Linked DNA regions of Ovis aries: region 2 is linked to region 1. The links are chromatin contacts, called in public Hi-C maps. All regions are on one chromosome and are shown on one strand. Each heading gives the region's core, a stretch centred on a gene start, on an enhancer-like site or on the middle of the called end of the contact. The rest is flanking DNA. Distances are from core to core; before and after follow the strand shown.

The links. A called contact is a pair of places that touch in the nucleus more often than the background predicts.
Region 2: a Hi-C map of liver shows a contact between it and region 1, with 5 times the contacts expected there. The contact joins two enhancer-like sites. A contact is called at or near these places in 6 of 16 Hi-C or Micro-C datasets (blood, hypothalamus, liver and 3 more).

What each region holds. Positions count from the first base shown.
Region 1 is chr4:80,953,650-80,961,529 of ARS-UI_Ramb_v3.0, reverse strand. It overlaps a transcript of INHBA not described here. Among named protein-coding and RNA genes, the nearest start is that of INHBA, 4.7 kb to the left of the region's middle. Within about 2 kb of position 5,024, at least 1 of the 54 cell types and tissues checked has an H3K27ac peak or open chromatin away from gene starts, as enhancers often do. A contact at or near this core is called in liver, where this site is marked.
Region 2 is chr4:82,528,609-82,536,488 of ARS-UI_Ramb_v3.0, reverse strand. The region is part of intron 6 of SUGCT (succinyl-CoA:glutarate-CoA transferase); the gene reads left to right. Among named protein-coding and RNA genes, the nearest start is that of SUGCT, 48 kb to the left of the region's middle. Within about 2 kb of position 4,963, at least 1 of the 54 cell types and tissues checked has an H3K27ac peak or open chromatin away from gene starts, as enhancers often do. A contact at or near this core is called in liver, where this site is marked.

The DNA.
Region 1 (7,880 bases), core at 3,775-6,274:
AGGCCCCTTGCTTCACCTTCTTCCTCTTTTGGAGGGACGAGCAAAGCCCCAAGCAACGCCCTGTCTCCATCAACAGGGAGGACCAGACTGAAACAGCCTGCCCCAGTACCCCTCCACCCTGCCTGGCCACTGCCTGGAAGGTGAGGCTCAGGGTGCCCAGAGGTGGGCAGGCAGGTGGTGAAGGTCAAGAAGAGGGGCCACTGTGTCCCTGGGATCAGCTGACTGTTCTAGCCTGGAGGGAATCCTGCAGACCGTCCTTTCCCCCATTCATTCATATTTCAATGTTCAGGGCCATCAACACTGGCAGGCGATCAGAGGGGAGTGCAAACAGAACTTTTGTTTGGGGTCATATAATACACTCTACTTTTTCCAACTGCAAAAGGCAGCGGGGCATTGAAAGATCCACAGGCAGGCAGCAGGTTACACACTTGTGTCAAGTGAAGTGAGCTCTGTCCCGTCTTTAGCGGCCATCCTTCCTGCCCGGCACACACACTCACAGATGACAGCTCACCACCACTGGCTCTGTCTTCACAGGTAAAATGCAGAATTCTGCTGGCCTTTCCCACATTATTGTATACAAACAGTGAGCTCCTATGACTTGAATAACTGGTCCTAGCAGGGGAAGAATCTCTAAAATATACTGGTAAATAATTTTCTCTGTCATGGGGTAGTTTGTTCAGCCTGCCCCCTATCCGCATCCCGGACCAGTCAACAGACTGGCTTCTTTTTCTCTCAAAGGAACAGCACAGATGAAATCATCATGGATTTCAGTGTTCACAGAAAAAGAAAAATGTGAATTTTTAAACAATGCCTCTCTGAGTTTTTTTTTATTCTCCTCCCCCCGTCCCCCTCCTTTTTTTCATTTTTCTGTCTTATTGCTTTTATCTTGCAGAAGTATCTTTAAGAGGTCCATCTGTTAAAGCTTTCCTTCCCTCCCAGTTTCTTTCCCACACATAAGCAAGCCCTCTCAGTTTCTGTAGATACAGTCAGCTTATATCTGACACCTAGTGTGTTCAGAGCATTATAGTCAAGCAATGCACTTTGGTTGGGAAAAGTTAATAAATAACATTATTAGAAGCATAAGAATTGAGGGCGAGGGGAGGAGGGTGAGACCAGTGTGTTAAAATTACAGTTTGCACAGGTAACAAAGCTTTTCTGAATTGGTACCTCATCCCCATTTTCTAAAGCATCTGCCTGTGAGACTTTCTCTGTGACCAGCCACTTTTAGGATTTTTACCTCCAGGAACATCAGTTACCCTGCTATTACTGTTCAGATTTTGTCAACATTCCTTGAAGAGTCTAATTTTTTTCTAGTGGGGGATGGTGGAAGAGAATGGGGAAAGGGTGGCATTGGTGTTAATAACTGCTTAATAAAATATCTTTGAAACTGAAGATTTATAACATAATCTACCTATTTAGCATCCCATATGCAGTACCCAAAGCATTTTGCAGTCCAATTAAGTTTTACAAGAGAGGTTGAAATAGAACTCAAAGTTTAATGACTCCAAACAACTTGAGAGTCCCAATACCTGCATTTAGATACATGTAACTCATCATCAGGACCCTCTCTGTACGTGAGTTTGTGTGTACTCCCTGAATTTACTATTTGTGAATATAACTTAAAAATTAGTTTTCTCTTTGACACAAGTCCTTGCCTAGAGATGCTGAATTGGGTTGTAGAAACACATAATCTATCTGCATGCTCTACTGTTAAAAACACTATTCACTTGCTTGAACACATAAAAAGGTACAGATCACAATCTGCATGGAAGTGCCAAGAAGTTGTAAAAGTCCTGCTCACCATCCTGCCTAGGAATGTGGAAAGAGCTCAGAAGTTAAGTTAAAAAGCATTACCTTTCCGGTCCTCTCTTTCACCAGCAGACTCTTGTCTCATGTAGTAAGAGCTGTCCGGGTTCCTCTTCATGGTATTGGCACTGAGGAGTTTTATACTGTACTACTTATTTGTACAGTCACACATTGGTACCAGTCAAGCAGAGGAGGGCTGGGGCTTTGTTTGGGATTGGTTAAAATCAGCATGACATCAGCAGATGACTGGTTTTTCCAGTGTGAGACATATTTCATAACTCATTATCTAATGGAAAGCCTTTCTTGGCTTCAGTAACACTACTGGGCAATCAGTAAGCCAGTGAAATGTCTGACTGACTGGACTCCCCTTTAGAACAATCCTGGAATCCAACAACTCTGTCTCACTGAGGGTCCAACTTTCAACTTTTCTTTGACCGATTGAGCACACACTTCTTATATTCTGGCTCAGTTTTATATCTTCACATAAGCATCTGTTACTTCATGAGGTTGCCTCTATTTACAAAGTATTTTATTGTTTCTTACAGGGAAGAAAGTTCACAGTGCTCTTCCTAGAGATTCTGATTTTACTTTTTTAAATAAGATATTCCAGGGAGGAAAAAAATAAGAAAATACGTATACCTATATGGGATGATCACCTCTCCCCTGATTTACAGCATTATTTAACATCTTGAAAAACTTAATTTTTAAAAATAAGATGTTTTATTGAGAAAAAGCCAAGGGAAATATGTATCCCTATGGGATGATGTTCTTCCCTCTCCTGACTTACACTATTATTTTACATCTTGAAATTGAATACCTGCTTTATAAATCATTTATCATTGAGAACTTTGGAAATAGTCACTCTCTGCTAGTGAACTTTATAAGTATGCTTCCCAAGCCTTTAGAATCCCAATCTAACTAGAAGAAAAAGAATCTCCTACATGATTCTTCTTTATCAGAACTTCAAGTCCTATGATTTCTAAATTGTTACAAATACAACATGAGATTAAAGAAAAAAAGTGAACATTTCTTGAAACTGGAGTGAAGTTGGTCAGGGTGTTATGGGGGAGGGAGGAGACAGTGTTAGCTAGTCAGGGATAACACAGGAGGAAGGAATTCTCAGACAAGAATGCTGGTGAAGGGTTGTTAGAAGAAGCATAGCTGAAGCCTAAGTCGGGTATTCATGACAAGTTGAATAAAATGTGCAAAATTGGGAGCTAATGAAAGCCATATGACCAGATATGTTGTTTTGTATGCAGGATTTAACATGCATAAAATAAACTTTTCACTGTGCCCACAAGCAAAATATAGAGACTCTGGTCTCCTGATGTGCAGTTTAAGCAGGTTCCTTTAGGACACCAGAAGTTTGTCTCCAGGGGTCTGTCTTGGCTAAACACAGAGCACGTGTAGGTGCTGAACTGTGTATTGGGGTGGGGCAGTGTAGTCTGAGAATTGCATATTCAGAAATGAAGTAGGAAATAAAATGTTAGGTTGTAGAGAAACTGAAGGAATCTGAGAAGGAAAGATAGAAACAGGATCAGTGTTAGTTAACTCCAAAGCTGCCCATCAGGTTTGAACTGGATGGATCCAACCTCTCTATAAGAAAGGAACTTCCCCATCCTTTTTGGATGAGACCTAGGGGTTGGGGTGGGGGGGCATCTAAATTCACCCCTCTGCCCCACAGGAACCCTGGTGTCCTGGAAATAGCACCATGTTTATGAGTTTCGGGGCACGAATCAACCTGGATGAGACCCCAGTTCCACAGCTTACTAACCAGATAACCTCAGCCCTCAGTGTACTCATCTGTAAAGTGGGATCCACCTACTCTACTGCAGGATCAAGCACGTGCTCAGAAAATACTGAGTGATAAAAATTTCCTGGTGCCTCTCTCTGAACATATGTGTCACAGGAATATGCAGCACCCCTACCAGAGAAGCCACCCTCTCTCTCGGGTGATTCAGATCGCGTTGGCCACGGATGCCACCAAAGTGCCCACCTGCCTAGGTCAGCCCACCAGCTGTGATATCATTCTCCACCTGAATCCCCAACCTCAGAGCTGAGCCACGCGGGAAATGCCTCCTCACTGAGTGGAAATGAGGTGGAGGTGGTAGAGGAAGCAGGCAGGTTAAAATAACTTCTGTCGACTCTTGCGGATGGGGGAATGATCTTTTCCCTGCCGGACTCCAGGGCTCCGGGGAGTGGAGGAGCTGGTCCGCCCAGCTCCTGAGCAGCATCTCCAGTTCCTTCCTCGACTTGGTTTCTCTTTCACTTCCTGCCCCCTCCCCCCGCGCCCCAGTTCCCCCACCCCGGCCCTGCGGTCCCGCTGCTCGGCCTGCTACTGTACCTTGAGCAACACCTGCTGGCAGCTCCCGGGGATCACGCCGGATCGCGGCCGCTGCTCGAGCTCGGCTCGCGGGGCTGGAGTCTGGGCCAAGCCTTGCGCAGCGGCCGCCTCTATTTTTACCCGGAGCACCAGCAAGGGCAACTTCTTTTAAGAGCAGCTCTTGATTTTTCCCCCCTTTTGGCAGCTAGAGAATTCAGAGAGGGAGGGGGGAGGGAAATCACTGATCAGTAAGTGCAGCTGGGAATCTCTGAACCCAGTTATCACTGCCAAGACTGAAAGCCACGGCCAATGTCAGGGACCAGGAAGGGGACTTGCGGGCTGGCTCCCAGGCGGACAGAGGCGCGCGGGGAGCGCTCCCGCCCCGCCAGCTCTGTCCCCTTTCGGATCGCAGAGCCCGGTCCTCCCCGCCACTGCGCTGGCACGATGGCCGGCTGCCACCGCGCTTTTCACCTAGTGCAGGAGGCCTGATTTACTGACTCCTTCACAAAGCTCCTCGTCTCTTCGCTGGAGCCTTTTGCAGGGCTCTGTTCTCGCCTGGAGGAGCGGCCCCTGGAGAACCCGGTGGAGCAGCTTGCTTCGAGGAGCCGGGAGGGAAACTGTGGTACCTTATTTTACTGTAATTGCAAAAGGCGCGATGTGCCAGAGATCTATATTTAGAAGTTGTATGTTTCTACTTTTATGTAAATGGAGCAATTAGGGCCTGTCTTGCTGCTGCTAAACTCCAGGGCTTGTGCCTTGCTGGGAAAGCTGGTGTTTTCAATCACAATTAGTGAGCTGGTCAAAAAACCAAGTTCGTTTAAGGATAAGAGCTCAACGGTGCGAGCGAGGGAGAGACCAGAGTCCCTGTGCCATCCTGGGACCGCGGTGACACACACCTTGCGGCACGGCTAACCTATAGTGGAGTTTACCCGTGGCAGCAGCTGTCCCCGTGCAAAGTTGGCATAGATCAAGGAGCGAGAATGTTCATTTTCCTTCTCAAGCAAACCGTCTGTCCTTCGGCTTCCATCCATGCTATTAATTGGTCTCTTTGCTCACTACTCCTGGAACAAGGAGACAGGCCTAGAAAAGGGGACTGGTTTTTTTTCATGGCTCTGTTGTTTTAGCTGCTGCTCACGCTTTGGCTCTCCTGTTATTCTGTTTAAAAAAAAAAAAAAAAAAATCCCGCTAGGAGGCGTGAACGCCCCAAGCAGGTGACTGGGACCTTGTCATCTGATTCAGTCGAAATGGCACGAGGCTGGGGGGTTCACAGCACTGACTAGGCTGCTGACGATTCAGGGTGTTTTAGTTCCTTCCTATGAAAAATCTGTTCCCCCAAAAGCATGATTTCTGGTTCATCCCCCCGTCTGGGAGACCGAACAGAAAACGTGACTAGAGGGAGAAATCAATAAGATTCGAGGTGTTCTCAGCAGCTGACGTGTTATTCTGGGCTCCAGGCAGGAAAACCTTGCCTCCGTGGGGAGTGGTGACTCCCTCGAGAGGCAGTGCCTCTCCGGATCCAGAAAACGTGGGCGGGATCCAGAGTGGTATTTGCTGCCGGGAGATTTCCGGAGTCTCATCGAATGGTTTGGGTTGAATAGGGAACTGGCAATCCCTGCCTGTTTCCTGGACAGCCGGAGCTTGCCCATCTCTTGGGCGCTGGGTTAGGAAGAGAGATTTGGGACAAGGAAGAATGAGCATTTCACATTCTAAACTGAACTAGGAAGCTGTTTGCTGGTCAAATCAATGAATAAATACAACTTAATAGAGAGGAAGAGGGAAACATGAAAATTTCTCCAAGGGATGGATTAGTTTAGGATAAATAGATGCAAACTCTTGTTCTATAGAATGAATAAACAACAAGTTCCTACTGTATAGTATAGGGAACTATATTCAATATCCTGTGATAAACCATAATGGAAAAGAATATGAAAAAGGAGGCATATATATGTATAAATGTTTCATTGTGCTGTATAGTAGAAATTAACACATTGTCCATCAACTATACTTCAATAAAGTAAATTTTTAATAAAAAGTCCTCCAAAATTCACTAGAACACAACAGGATCAGAAATAGTTAATCTAAAACTCTTATTCCTAAGCATCCTGTTTTGTTTTTTTGTTTTTTGTTTTTTGTTTTTAAACCACCAGAATATCCCACAAGGCCTTGTCCTATGTGCAACTACTCTGTTTTAAGAGTAATTGGAAGTGCCTTACCTGAACCAAGGGAACCCAGACCCTAGAATTAAAATGATTAAGGAAAAAACCAGAAAGAAAAACCTCAGTAAATAAACTGTTATCACTCCACTTACAGCAGTGGCTCTCAACTGTGATGATTTTGCTCCCCAGGAGACATATGGCCATGTCTGAAGACATTTTTGCTTGGTGTAACTGGGAAGGAAGGTGCTACTGGCCTCTAGTGGGTAGAAGCCAGGGCTGCCACTAAACATTCTAATGGTGCCCCTGACAGCCGTCTCAGCAGAGAAATCATCCGACACCAAATGGTAACTCCTCTGCAGTGGAGAAGCCCTGACGTTGAGTTATCATTCCAAAGTTTCACCTAATTTCCTTCCCATCCATGCTCCAAGGGGCCCCGGCATCTATGCAAGAGAGGAATCATTCAAGTGATTCTGCCTCCTTGTATGGCTTGGGCTTCCTGATTACCAGAAGCCTGCACAGCAGAGCAAGGGTGCTTCTCAAGCATCCCCACCAACTTTCCAGGGAGGCCTCCAAGTATTTGCTTCTGGCTTTGTGTTCGAACCAAAAGCAAAATCTTGGTGACTGGCAGCAAAGCGAGATGAATTAGCCCCCACCCAAGCTGTCAGGAGGCAACGGATAATGGAAGACAAAAAGTGAATGGGGAGTGAGTTATTCATTTGAGCAAGTCGGTATCTGAGAAATCCACTCACTAGCAAATTCCCTGAAGTGAAATTCGCAAAAGTGGGATTACCATGCTTTGCTCCCAGAGCAAGCAAATATGATGTGGCTGATTTTATTTGTTTAATACCTTGGGGGAATGACACACAATCAATATCCACAGAGAGAAAACAGTGCTTTGCGAAATCTAATGCATGTTCCAAGCAACTTTATATTCTCCAAATTTCCTTTGTAAAGGAAGGCCATGCCCCTTCAGGTGCTACTCTCCTGTGAGGACTGGGGGAAATATTGTGAAGGAGACCATATCACAGAAAATAATCAGCATCATCAACAAATGCTGGTGAAACCCACAAAAGGGAATTTGGCTGGATTCATCTAGCTGAGATGTGAAATGCTGATCTCTATACAATAAGGCCAGCTCTCCAGGCTTATCACTTAGTTCTTAAGTGACCTGGGTTATCCAGAGAGGAGAGGGTCAGTCAGAGAATGTTCTGAGATGAACGAGGCAAGAGGGGAACGTCTTAGACACTCAGATGCCATCTCATCAACGCCAACACCTGAATCTAGTTTCTGCAATAGATGGTTATTTTAGAACCAAAGACTTCCATCCACTTCCAAATGATTCAGAAAAGCCTGGATTTCTTCCCAAGAAGTAATCATTTAGTCCTGGTGAAAAACTCAATCTAGAGAGAGAAATACACAGTTATAACCTCTAGAGAAAAATAGATATTGAAAAAGAAATAAAAGCAACACTAAAACGAAAAGGCCTTACTAACCAACATAATATTTTGAAAGTGTTTATCAAAAGTCAGTTCTAATCCAATCAGGGAACATCTGGTTGCTCTTCCTATTGTCCCAGAAGATGATGAACAATGCTT
Region 2 (7,880 bases), core at 3,714-6,213, 1.6 Mb before region 1:
GAGAGAAAGCATACTGGCATGGCTGTCTCCTCTCATGTTAACACAGAAGTTAGAAGAACCACTTTTGATATATTCCCTGCTATTTCATCTGGCTCTAATGATATCTCCAGAGTGTTCCAGATATTTATTTACATCTGGTGTGAAGTTAGTGTTAATTAAAAACATATATCTGGCTTTGGAACTTGACTATATCAGGAGGAAACTTAGTGTTGGTTCGTGAGTTTGTGATAAGTCTGTTACCAAGTACTTTCAGGCTATCAGCCCATCGGGCCAAGTGATAGTCCCTGAGTGATGATGGAAGAGCATGCTGCTTAATCTAAGTTGCATGTGAAGATGATAAAATCTGAGTCTTTAATCACTTCTGAATCAAATCACTTTAAGCCCATTTAATGTAGGGCTGCAACAGTTACTATTTCTGCAATAGCATGTCATGTTATTTCGTTCAGTCGCTCAGTCATGTCCTACTCTTTGCAACCCCCTGGACTGCAGCATGCCAGGCTTCCCTGTCCCTCACCATCTCCTGGAGCTTGCTTAAACTCATGTCCATTGAGTCGGTGATGCCATCCAACCATCTCATCCTCTGTCACCCCTTCTCCTGCCTTCAATCTTTCCCCAAATCAGGGTATTTTCTAATGAGTCAAATCTTTACATCAGGTGGCCAAAGTATTGAAGCTTCAGCTTCAGCATCAGTCCTTCCAATGATTATTCAGGACTGATTTCCTTCAGTATTGACTGGGTGGATCTCTTTACAGTCCCAGGGACTCTCAAGAATCTTCTCCAACACCACAGTTCAAAAGCATCAATTCTTCGGTGCTCAGCCTTCTTTATGGTCCAGCCCTCACACCCATACATGACTACTGGAAAAACAATAGCTTTGACTAGACAGACCTTTGTTGACAAAGTAATGTCTCTGCTTTTTAATATGTTGTTTGAGTTTGTCATAGCTTTTCTTTCAAGGAGTGTCTTTTAATTTCATGGCTACAGTCACCATCTGCAGTGATTTTAGAGCCCAAGAAAATAAAGTCTGTTACTGTTTCCTTTGTTTCCCCATCTATTTGCCATGAAATGATGGGACCAGATGCCATGTTCTTCATTTTTTGAATGTTGAGCTTTAAGTCAACTTTTTCACTCTCTTCTTTCACTTTCATCAAGAGGCTCTTTAGTTCCTCTTTGCTTTCTGCCATAAGGGTAGTGTCATCTGCATATCTGAGGTTATTGATATTTCTCCCAGCAATCTTGATTCCAGCTTGTGCTTCATCCAGCCCTGCATTTCGCGTGATGTACTCTGCATATAAGTTAAATAAACACGGGACAATATACAGCTTTGACGTACTCCTTTCCCAATTTTGAATCAGTCTGTTGTTCCATGTCTGGTTCTAATTGTTGCTTCTTGACCTGCATACAGATTTCTCAGGAGGCAGGTAAGCTGGCCTGGTATTTCCATATCTTTCAGAATTTTCCACAGTTTGCTGTGTTCCACACAGTCAGTAGCTTTGGCGTAGTCAATAAAGTAGATGTTTTTCTGGAATTCTTTTGCTTTTTCTATGATCTAACAGATGTTGGCCATTTGATCTCTGGATGCTAGCACTTTGACAACATCAAGAATCAGCCATAAATATATATATATATATATCCCCTTCCTCTCGAACGTCCTGCTCCAACCCCCACTCCCCATTCCATCCCCAACTCTAGGTTGTCAGAGTTTTGCTTTGAGCCCCTTGTGCTAGACAGCAACTTCCAATTATCTATCCATTTTACATATGATAATATGTATGTTTCATTGCTACTCTCAATTCTTCCCACCCTCACCTTCCCCTGCTGTGTCCAAAGTCTATTTGTATATTTGCATCTCTATTCCTGGCCTGCAAATAGGGTCATCAGTACCATTTTTCTAGATTCCATATATATGTGTTAATTTATGATATTTATTTTTCTCTTTTTGACTTACTTTGAATTTGTTATAATATCGCTTCTGTTTTTATGTTTTGTTTTTTGGTTGTAAGGCATGTGAAATCTTAGCTCCCTGACCAGGGATCAAACCTGCACCCCTTTGCATCAGAAGGGAGAGTCTTAACCACTGGACCACTGGGGAAGTCCTTCCATAGTCATTTTAAAATTAACAATTTTTATCAGACATTTATAGTTTCAAAAGAAATAGTTCTATAAAATTTATAATCTCAAGTCAGAGAATTTGTTCCCAAGAACTTGGTAGATAAGTGGATTGATATGTGATTCATGCCTGAGATATTTAGAGAGCCAGTGGATGTCTGGAGCACTGTGGTTTGGAAAGTCACTGCTGTCCTGTGGATCAGGGTAAGAAAGAGGAAAACAGTGTTTGGTTGTTTAAGATCCTGTCCAAGAAGCAGAAGGAAGCTGGTGGTGCTGACGACACCTGGGGCAGAGGAAGGACTCACCAGTGATCACCTGGAAAAAAGATAGATTCAAATGTAAAGTGATCCCCACTGATGGGATAGGGGAGGTCTTTGAAGAACCCAGTAAAGTCCGCCATGTGACACGAAGACTTTCAACCTCTGCCAAGCCCACCATGATGGGACCAATAAAGCGAGACCTTCCTTGCTGAGCAGACCTCCTCTTCTCCTCACGCCCCTCTAGTTCTGGCCAACCATGGAGGCATTAGAAACTGTGCTGAGCAAATGGAGGAGCTACAGAGATTTGGATTCTGTTCCTGTTGGACACTGATGATTTGTCCCCAAGTGCTACTGATTTTCTTGAGAGTACTGTTGCCACATAGTAGATATTTACCAAATCAATATTAGTAGAATACTGTGTTATACTTATTTAATTTTAATTACAAAAATTATTAAAAATGAAATGCCTCTCCAGGTTCCTACTTTGGATTTGAGCACAGTGGTGAGTGTTCTTTTCATTCCTCAAGTTGAGTGTTAAGGCACTAGTTGGTGAGCAACTTTAATTAGCTTTCCTGACCTCTTTATAACCTTAGTCTAGTGTCTTAAGTGATGCTGTCAGTGTGGCCAGGATCATGGTGAAGGATAATAGTGTAATCTAGTATTCAAAGATTATCAAGCCTTTTCTTCAAACATCTTACCGAGTGGCCCAACAAAGATAAAGGTGAAATTGCTGAGATTCAGACAGGGCAAAGAGAGGAGGAAGGAGCCTTGCTCCCTATAGACTGGTTGAAATACTGGCTCTTCCATTTGCAACTTAGATGACTTTGGATAAGTTACTGAACCTCCCAGGTGCAGCTGCCTCATCTGCAAATTCTAGTGTTTATTGTAAGGATTAAATGAGATAATGTACGTGAATCGATTGGCATTTATGAAATATTGAGGAAGTGTTGGCTCTTCCTTCTTTGCTGCTGTTGCTTCCTCCTCCTCCTCTTCCTCTTCCTTTCTCAAATATGGGGGCAAGTTGAATGGTTTTCAGGTTCCTGTTAGAAATTATTACTATAGTCTATTATTCTATGGTTGTGGATATATAGATAGTTTCGCTTCATCTTTCTTTCTGCCTCTGTATATCTATCTGTGTTTCTATGTATCCATCTACCTACCTTCCTATCATCTTTCTATAATCTGTATCATCTGTCTAATCTACTTACAGTTTTTATGAAGCATATAAAAATAAGACAGGCATGTGATGTCTCTTTACTCCCGCATTTTTCGGTTTGTATTTTACAAACATCTAATAGTATTATGTAACCAGAGTATAATTAACCAAAATTAGGAAATTAACATTGAAGCAATATTACTATAATTCACAGACCTTATTGATAATTTGTCAGTTGTTTCAATAATGTCCTTTATAGCAAAAGAAAACCCAAATTACTCTGCATTGTATCTGATTGTCATGTCACAAAAAAAGAATATGTTGTTGGTGAGGGGTGGTGGGGGGAGGGGGAGCTATACTTTGAGACTGTGTAAATATTCTCATTTGCCCAGCCTGTCATCCACTATTTTTATCACACATTGATGATTCTTGCCTGAGCTTACTATTGTTAGGATGTTGTTAAATAGTGATTTTATAATTCCATCATTTCTTTATACTTATGAATTTCATGGGGTCACAAAGAGTCGGACACGACTGGGCGACTGAACTGAACTGGACTGAACTTACATTTATTATTTACATTTATGACTTTTTACTGTGAGGGTAGCTTTCCATTTCCTTTATTGATTTGTATCAATGTGGACTCATATATTCATATTTTATTCAATCAGTTACAGTCCTTTATTATCATGATTTATTTTTGATGTTCAAATTATCCATATTTGGCTAGTGGGAACAGTCTCAAAATATCCCCTGTATATTTTTTGATATGTCCTCGTTACACTTTGAGCACTTTCTTAATTTTTAGCACAAGATAATCAACATTTATTTACATTATCCCCCTGCCACCAACACCCTCCCAACCCCATCCCCCCACCACTGCTCCTGCACTACCCCTGACCACAGGCCTGATTTTAACTATTTTTCCAAGGAGCCCTGGTTCCATTGAGTGGAGAATGATATTTAAGAACCAAGATCTGAGCACTGGATTGTGGTCATAATTGCAAACTTTTAAAACCCATTAGTTTATTCTGCAAGTGATTATTTTAACCAGCGTTGTTACATGTTATACTGTTTTTTCCTGACTTCATGTTATTTATTTCTCTGCTTTCGGCCTTGGTGTTAACTATGTGTATTTGCTCACTCAGGAAGCATTGCTTCCTCACAAGTCTGCATTTTTGGGAAGACTTTAATTGTTCCCAACTTTAGGGAGTTCAAAGATAACTGGGTTTTGTTTGATATCTTTTTTACTTGGATTCCTTTTATTTTATTTTTTTTGTTTCATTGATCTCTATTAAATAAAGATGTAGACTGTGCTTAACTGAGTACTTTTCTCTTGGCAGTGGAACAAGGCTAAAGGTGACTCTTGTTAATTTGTTACTCACTTGAGCTATCCGTTTATCTGGGTTTGATTTGAGCTGATGTTTAGTCTCTGTAAAGAGGTCAGTACTGGACATTTTTGTGTTCTTTGCCTAAAATGTCCCTTCTGAGGCTGACGTAGTGCTGCTATTTGGAGTGTGGGAATCCAGCTATAGGGAATTGGTTTTATGTGAGAGCCTGGCTGCGCTTTTATTTTCTTTTCTCCTCATGTTTGATAAACTCATGTTTTATGTTTCAGTCATTTAAAATTTGATTTTTCTCCTGAAAATGAAAAGTATATAAAAATGGTAATTCTCTTTATTCTTTAGTAATTTTATGGGGCATCTGTCAGAATGTGAGCTGCCTTCCTCTTGTACAAAATATTGAGTCTTGGGATATAGATGCAACTCCTGCTAGTTTCTTTTGAATAGATTCCATGAAAATATATTCAAATTCTTAATCTGAGGGCAGATTCTTCAATTTATTTTCATTGTATCAGTGATTCTTAATAGTTTTTTTCCCCTCCCTATTTGAATAAGTCTTCTGAGATTTGGGGTAATTGTGTGTGTGTGTGTGTGTGTGTGTGTGTGTGTGTGTGTGTGTGTGTAACTTACATGATTGTGAGTGTAGTTAAAGTCATTTTTAACAGGATGTATTTGCATGATCATTAAAGCTTTTGCAATTGTAGACTTTATTTGGATGATAAAAATTTGAAGACTTTTTACTTCTTTTCCATTAAAAACATACTCTATATTGTAGGCAAGATAGTATCTTGACATTCAGTTACCCCTAACTCTTGTCTGTCCTATAAAAAACATTTGTTTTGATGGTTTATGTGAAGAATATCAGAGGCATGCATGAAATGGTATAAAATACAAAAATATGTATCAGTCAAGTGAGTGTTTATCAAGTTTCTATTGTTATATTATATTAGTGTTATATTATATTAGTGTTATATTAACTAGTTGGGGAAAGATGAAATCTATGTATAAGAAGCAATCATCAAAATATATTTATATATATTAGTACCATCAAATTGACTATCATAAAAGTGGTAATTCTATAGTAAAGACAGCTATCACTATCATCAGTAAAAACTTTTTTGCTTAGTATGCTTTTTTTCCTGCATTATAGTAATGCTGCTTAATTTACAAATTTATTTGCCTTTTCTGACTGGTAACATATACTTATTAGTATTTCAGATGTTTTAGTTGCTATACAATTAATCAACCAATTTTGCTGCCTCTCAGTGGTAGACATTAAGGGATCTAAATTTCATAGATTATTTGAAATTGAGGTAACAAACCGTATTAATCGAATTTTTGGTCTTTGAAAATGTATGAGCTGTTAATACTCATGGAAATATTTTGTAAAAGTGGTTACATAGTAATGAGTGTCAAGACTTCAATACCTATAGAATCAGAGAAAGTACTTCTGTGACCTTGGGTAAGGTATTTAATCTCTCAAAACCTCATTTTTCCAGGTAGCAATTCAAATAGGATGATACAATTTACCTCATGTGATTCTTCAAAGACGTAAATCAGATGACACGTACAAAGCACCATTACAGTCCCTGGAACATAGCAAGTATTCTGTACATGTTAACTGTTATCATTATTGTCACCATCCTAAATTGCCACTGTTGCTTTATGGAATCCTTGGTTAAGTATTAGTTTTGATTGGTTGGCATGTTTGCAGGGAAGTCTCTTGCTCTATTGAGATTTACAGGAATCTCAGTGGAATCCTGCTGAGGTTAGTTTTGTAATCTTGCATGTAGAAAGGTACATATCTTACAGTCAGAAATGCTGTATCATGACCTGAGGGAAAAAGAAAAGAAAAATCCACCAAAATGGTGTAACCATGAGAATCTAAATTGTTACTCATGTGACAGAAGGACAAACCCTATTAAGTGGAAGGTATAATTATGGGGAATCTTTGAAATTAATAGGAAGATTTCTTTTTAAATGACAATAGAAAAGTTGAGTGAAACGCAGAAGAATATAAAACTTTGGCCCATTTACGAAACGTCTCATTTAATTCTCACAGTGGAGGAAAAACGTATGAAAAGGAAGATGTCCAAAAAGCAAAGCACACAGGTTAATAAACAAAAACAAAAACATTGAGACTGGCTCTGGAGTTTTATCTCAGTAAATCCTATGAAGTTGAATTTAGAAAGTGGCTAAATAGAGTCTTCACACATCCTGTTTAGATGAAAGAAAACCAGACGGGGCAGGTGTGGAGGTGGTGCGGCTGCTGGGGTCATAGCGAGAACACGGGAACAAACTAGATGCCCATCGACAGAAGAATGGATAAAAAGGTTATGGTACACATGCACAATGGAATATTACTCAGCCATAAAAAGGAATGTATTTGAATCAGTACTAATGAGGTGGATGAACCTAAGGCTATTATACAGAGTGAAGTAGGTCAGAAAGAAAAGAGAAATATCATATCAGTTCAGTTCAGTTGCTCAGTTGTGTCTGACTCTCTGTGACCCCATGGACTGCAGCATGCCAGGACTCCCTGTCCATCTCCAACTCCCGGAGTTTACTTGAACTCATGTCCATTGAGTCGGCGATGCCATCCAACCATCTCATCCTCTGTCGTCGCCTTTTCCTTATGCCTTCAATCTTTACCAGAATCACAGTCTTTTCTAATGAGTCAGATCTTTGCATCAGGTGGCTAAAGTATTGGAGTTTCAGCTTCAACAACAGTCCTTCCAATGAACACTCAGTCCATCCTTTAGGATGGACTGGTTGGATATCTGTGCAGTCCAAGGGACTCTCAAGAGTCTTCTCCAACAAACAGTTCAAAAGCATCAATTCTTCGGTGCTCAGCTTTCTTTGTAGTCCGACTCTTACATCCATACATGACTACTGGAAAAACCATAGCTGTGACTAGATGGACCTTTGTTGGCAAAGTAATGTCTATGCTTTTTAATATGCTGTCTAGGTTGGTCATCACTTTTCTTCCAAGGAGCAAGCGTCTTTTAGTTT